2 separate regions of the Mus musculus genome follow, and region 1 is linked to region 2. A link is a contact called in public promoter capture Hi-C data. All regions are on one chromosome and are shown on one strand. The core of a region is the stretch at or near the end of the contact, and the rest is flanking DNA. Distances in the headings are between cores, read along the strand shown.

The links. Promoter capture Hi-C pulls out the DNA fragments that hold promoters and counts their contacts.
Region 1: a promoter capture Hi-C map of pre-B cells shows a contact between it and region 2, with 3 times the contacts expected there. The contact joins the promoter of D030074P21Rik here to the promoter of Zfp746 in region 2. A contact is called at or near these places in 4 of 39 promoter capture datasets (the 3T3-L1 cell line, 3T3-L1-derived adipocytes, frontonasal cranial neural crest and 1 more), 1 of 484 Hi-C or Micro-C datasets (embryonic stem cells) and 1 of 9 other capture datasets (liver).

The regions. Positions count from the first base shown.
Region 1 is chr6:49,211,946-49,214,680 of GRCm38.p6, reverse strand. D030074P21Rik (a long non-coding RNA gene) reads left to right here and starts at 1,421. Exons shown (of 2, transcript XR_869057.2): 1 at 1,421-2,735. It overlaps Igf2bp3 (insulin-like growth factor 2 mRNA binding protein 3), which reads left to right. Exons shown (of 15, transcript NM_023670.3): 1 at 1-384; 2 at 1,354-1,414. The coding sequence starts at 210.
Region 2 is chr6:48,085,291-48,088,194 of GRCm38.p6, reverse strand. It overlaps Zfp746 (zinc finger protein 746), which reads left to right and starts at 1,602. Exons shown (of 7, transcript NM_001163475.1): 1 at 1,602-1,880. The coding sequence starts at 1,857.

The DNA.
Region 1 (2,735 bases), core at 172-2,671, 1.1 Mb before region 2:
AGGCTTTTTCTTTCTCTCTTTTTTTTAATACCCAGAAGAGGAAAAAGGACCCTGGGATCTGGTTTTCGCCCGCCGCTCCCGTGCTTGGGTCACTGTGTGGGTTTGAAAGCCAAGAGGAGAGGAACAAAATCCACCGGCTCCATCCTCCGCCGTGGGTGCTTTTTTTAATTTAGCATTTTCCTCGGGTTTTAAAACGACCCCTTTTCACAATGAACAAATTGTACATCGGGAACCTCAGCGACCACGCCGGCCCCGCGGACCTGGAAAGTGTCTTCAAGGACGCTAAGATCCCGGTGGCGGGCCCCTTCCTGGTGAAGACGGGCTACGCGTTCGTGGACTGCCCGGACGAGGGCTGGGCCCTCAAGGCCATCGAGGCGCTTTCAGGTGGGGCCCGCGCGCGTGGTCGGGGCCTCCCCGTCTCCGCAGCTGCCATCCGGGACCCCGCTTGCGGGGCGGGTGGGGGTGGGGAGGGGGACGCGCTGTCAGTCGCGGGGCGCGGCGCGGCGCGTGCTGCAGGCCGGGCCAGGCGGGCCTTGGGGCCCAGCGTGGACGCCCGCCGGGCCCTCTGTCTGGTCGCTGTCCCCCAGCCGTAGAGAACAGAAAGTGGCCTGAGCCTACGCCCGGGGGGAGGCCGCGTCCAGGCGGTCCCGCTCCACGCCGCCGCGTCCACCTCGCGGGGTCGTTAGAGCGAAAGGGGCAGGTGGGCGGCGGCGGCCGGCTGTTGCCAGAACGGCAGCCCTGCCACGCGCGGCGCCGCAGTCCCGGCCCGTGCGCGCAGCCGCGGCCCGGGTGTCTGAGTGCGCTCTGCCTGGATGCCCGAGGGGAGAGCAGCTGTCCGTGCCTTTCGGTTTCCACCGTCCCCAGCTGGACTCGAGGCCGGCGCCTTGATGGGTCAGCGCGCGTGGACCAGCACCCCGGCCGCCCAATCTCCTCCTGGCACCCTGGCTCTTTAATCCCATCGCCCAGTGCTCCAGGCCAACCTGGATGTGGACCAGAAAGAAGGCCGCGCGCCCCCATGGCAGGCTGTTTGTTGGGGGTGTGTCTCTTGCAGACCTTGGGGTGCGGGGTGGCCCTTGGAGGGGGTCAGGAGGCGAAAATTGCAACCCAAGTGGTGAGCCTGACTCTTGCTCTCCCTCCCCAGCTTTCTGCAAGTTAAAAAGCCACACCCACCCGAAGGGTCAGCTCTGCACCCTCTCCTTGCCCTGCTCCTCCCTTGTCCTTGAGTCGGGTGGGAATCTTGGGGCCCTGCTGAGGTCACTGAAGCAGGGTGTGTTTTCTCTTAAAGACTGTAGATTTCAAGGTGGGGAAAGCTGCTGAATTTAGCCCGTCGTCTTGCCTCTTGTGTGTTCACAGGTAAAATGGAACTACATGGGAAACCGATGGAAGTTGAGCACTCGGTCCCTAAACGGCAGAGGTGAGCGGATTTACCCTTTTCTGGCCGCTTTTTAGGGAGGAAGCACAGAACACAGATGCAAACTCGGACCCTTTGGCTTACACGCTGGGGCCACGGTTCAGCTAGCTCTTTTTCTGCTTGCCTTTAAGTTTATGGCAGGTGTGTGTGCGCGCGCGTTGATAATTCTGGGACGTAAATGGGGGCTTGCCTGCGGCCCCTGCTTCTGGGTTATTGTTGCTGTTTTAAAAGCCTGTCAAGGAAGCTCTCACAGCTACATGTTCTTGGCAGAGCAGGTTTAGGTCTCAACTGGCAGCCCGAGTTTCAAAAGCCAATAGTCTTTGGGAACCTACGGGATTTAGAAGACAGGTCCAGGACAGATGTGGAGAAGCTGGTCCGCCGTGGTGGGCGCTTCTAATACAGGAGGAGGAACACAGTTGCTTTTGCCCTGGTTCACTGGCCAGCCAGCGGCCATTGGAACACAGTGAATGCTGGGGTCCTGGGGCCTTTCAAACACTCCAAAGTTGTTTTTTTTTTTTTGTTGTTGTTGTTTTTTTTTTTCCTAACAGTGCCTTTGTTCCAGCTCCTCCTGTCCCTTGGTGTATTTTGCTTACAAATAATCACCAAGAGACGGTGAAGGCTGGGGGAATCTGCAACTTCACTGAGATTTCTCTTCTATGAGAGCATCTGTAGCTGTCACTTTACAAAATATTTGCAGGCTATTTTAGCTACTGAAGCTTTTTGGAGAAGCGCCCCCCTTCCCCTCCCTCCCTGCCCTCCCCCCCCCCCCCCCCCCCCCCGACTCTGTAACTCTTAACTGGAAAGACTGAGGTTAGCCTGCTGGGTTTTGCAAGGTGGGGTTAGGGTTTCTGGCTGGCTTTTCAGTCTTCCCCCATTCCTAACCTGGAGCAAACAATAAGCCTGAAGTTAATTCAAACCAGGGCTGTGTGTATCTGGTTAAGTGTTTCTGAGAGTGTGCTCTGGGGGACAGAGGGATTTGCCCTGCAGAGACAGAGGGCAAGAATGCTGTGTGACTGTTTTGAATGAAGCTCTCTTCCACATGAATCACTTCACACTCCTCGTTTTAGAAATAAACTAGTGTGGATACTTGTAGGTTCCTTTTTAAGTCCTTGTTTAATTTCGCCTAAGATAATTGGAAAGATATTTGTGTAACCAGATTTAGGTCTATTTTGATAAGGGTCAAGTTATTTCATATAGTAGAATGTAGTCTTTTATTATTTTTGTTTACTCTTCTAAAGTAGATGTGGATAAAAAGTATCAAACTGATCTTGGTTTCATAGGAATTTAAACAATTGAGGCACAACTCATTTGCCCTTAAGAAGTT
Region 2 (2,904 bases), core at 353-2,852:
ACATAAGTGGATGTGCTCACAGTCAGCTATTGGATGGATCACAGGGCCCCCAGTGGAGGAGCTAGAGAACGTATCCAAGGAGCTAAGGGGTTCTGCAACCCTATAGGTGCAACAACATTATGAACTAACCAGTACCCCGGAGCTCTTGACTCTAGCTGCATATGTATCAAAAGATGGCCTAGTCGGCCATCAGTGGAAAGAGAGGCCCATTGGACATGCAAACTTTATATGCCCCAGTACAGGGGAACGCCAGGGCCAAAAAGTGGGAGTGGGTGGGTATGGGGGACTTTTGGGATAGCATTGGAAATTTAATTGAGGGAAAATACCTAATAAAAATATTTTTTAAAAAAAGGATTCCCCTCTCTCAAATGACTATAGCTTGTGTTAACATAAAGTTAGCCAGCACAGTCAGGGAGCTGGGGAAGGAGGGTCAGTTATTAAGAGTAAGAACAAAACTTCAGTTCCCAGGTTGCTCCCAGAACCTGAGACCCCTGACCTCCTGCACACGCGTACACATATTTGCATACATATGTGTGCATATACATAATCAAAAATAAAAGTAAATCATAAAATAAATAACGAATGGCAACAACAAAAAGATCTCAGGCACTGGTCTTGCAGGCTCCTGCTAGGGGGTGGCATGGAAGGCAATTCTGAATGGCAATACATCTTCTTTGCCACACGGGGCTCCACACTAGGCTTCTGGAGAAATTTTACATTTTGACTTTTTTCTTCCTTTCCTTGTTATTAAAAAACAAAAATATGAATTGAAAAAAATTAGGGGTCTGGGGTCTACTGGCACTACGTTAATGGACATGCTTCCAAACCTACCTAAACTTTGTTAGACATAACCTTTTATATGAACACTGTATGAACATGAATAATACACATGATAACACACATCTTGTTATACATTTGTTACGCATTTTAACGCCAAAATGAAGTAGTTCCGGACTACTCTCGTTCAACATCTTTCCACGCTTACCTGATATATCACAAGAGGGCGTTGGATCTGCGGTAACTACAGCTTGTGGTGAGATGCTGGGAACTGAAACCCAGCCCTCTGCAAGAACAGCAAGTACTTTTAGCCGTTGAACTGTATCTCCAACTGCATTCAAAAAGATTTTAAACGATGGCATTTTAACCCATTTTTCATGTCATTAAAATGTTTATTATAGTATACATACTATAGAAACCCCACATTTTTTGTGTCATTAAAATGTTTATTATAACACACATACATAATCCTACAGAGAACCTACTGTGACTTATCAAGCCATATTTCTATTGTTGGAAGCATTCATTCCATTTCAAGGCAAAAATAGGCGTGCTACAGCTGGACAGCTGCGGAAGTGACCGTGCCGGGGTGCGCACTGCCTGCCGAGGCCGTACCCCCAAGTTTTATACCGCCAAACCAGGTGGCACATCGCTGGTGAGCACTGGCGCCGCGGGGGGCGTGGCGATATGCGGGGGCGTGGTCGGAGGTCGGGCCGAGGCGGGGCCTCGTGAGGAGGGCGGGGCCAAGCGCGGCGGCAAGCGGGTGCCGGCGCTGCCGTTCGCCGCTCGAGCTGCAGGTGGAGCTGTGCCGCCGCGCTGCCTCCAGGAAGCCTCACGGGCCTTCGTCGGCCTGGCCGCGGCACCGGCTCCCAGGATGCAGTGTGGAGCGGCCGGGCGCTGACGGCGGCGGTGCGGCTGCGGGCGGAGCGGCAGCAGGCCGGCCTGCGAGGAGCGCGGCGGGGAAGGTAGCGGCAGGCCCGGGCGGCGCTGCCGGCGGAGAGGACCCGGCAGCCGGGCCTGCGTGGGGCCGCGCGCCGCGGCGTCGACTTCCTTCGCGCCGAGCAGGACAGCGCAGGGCCATGGCCGAGGCGGCCGCGGCTCCGGTAAGGGCGGCCCGCGCGCTTGGCCTGCGCGGCCTCGGGCCCCGGAAGGCCGGGGCCCAGCACACTGTGCCGCAGGCCCCAGGAGGGCTTCCGGGCCAGACCGGGCCTGCGGGTCCTGTGGCTGCGGCGGGCGGCCGCGAGGTCCTCCGGGGCCTACCGGACCGGGTGGAGCCGAGCGCAGGGAACGGCCGTCCGCGCCCGGGAGGCCGACCTGCGCCAAGTTCCCGGTCTGCGCGTCCCCGGGCCGGGCTCCTTCCTCAGCGCCGGGCCGGTGCTTCCCTCTCCCAGCTCCCCCCAGCGGCCTGGTGGCACCTGGGAGGTGTCCGACGTCGATTCTGTAGACAGTGAGCACCCACTATGTGCCCAACCCTCCTCAGGCGGCACGCGAGGACTGCTCGTATTTGTCCAGCCAGGCTGGCGCTGCACTCAGCCCGGTTTAGGCATGATTTTGTCTGCACTGCAAACCTGTGGGGTAGTAACTATTATAGTTATTATTTCATACAAAAGAAAAGCTGAAGGCCCAACGAAGTTAACTTGCCAAGAATCTCAGCGAGAAAAGTGTGGGAAGACAGTGCTCTCACAGTTCAATGTCTGTAATAAGGAAAGCAGTCCAGGTACACGAGTAGCCTTATGGTCGAACAGAAAGAGGTCGTAGCCAACCTGGTGGAGGTTCGAATGCAGGTGCTTAGCAGACTCTGGTGCTCCTCCCGCCCAGCCAGGTAATCTGTGCTTCTGTGAGTTGAGTTAGCTAGGGTTTCTAGGGCTTGGGCAAAGAGAGGCAAGGGCCAGACACAGGACAGTGCAAAACTGGTCCACAAGCCTGGAGATATGGTTTTGGATATGAGGCTGCAGAAATGGAAGGGGCTGGGAAGGCCTGGGCTTCGTCATATGGGTAGGAAAGAGTTGAAGGAATTGGCATCAGTGACTCCGGTCTCAGAGTACTGGCTTCCCTAGCTGTTTGGCAATTGACTATCCCACCTTCGCTTTAAGTTAGCAAGGTGCTAGGCTTCAGTAGAGCACAACC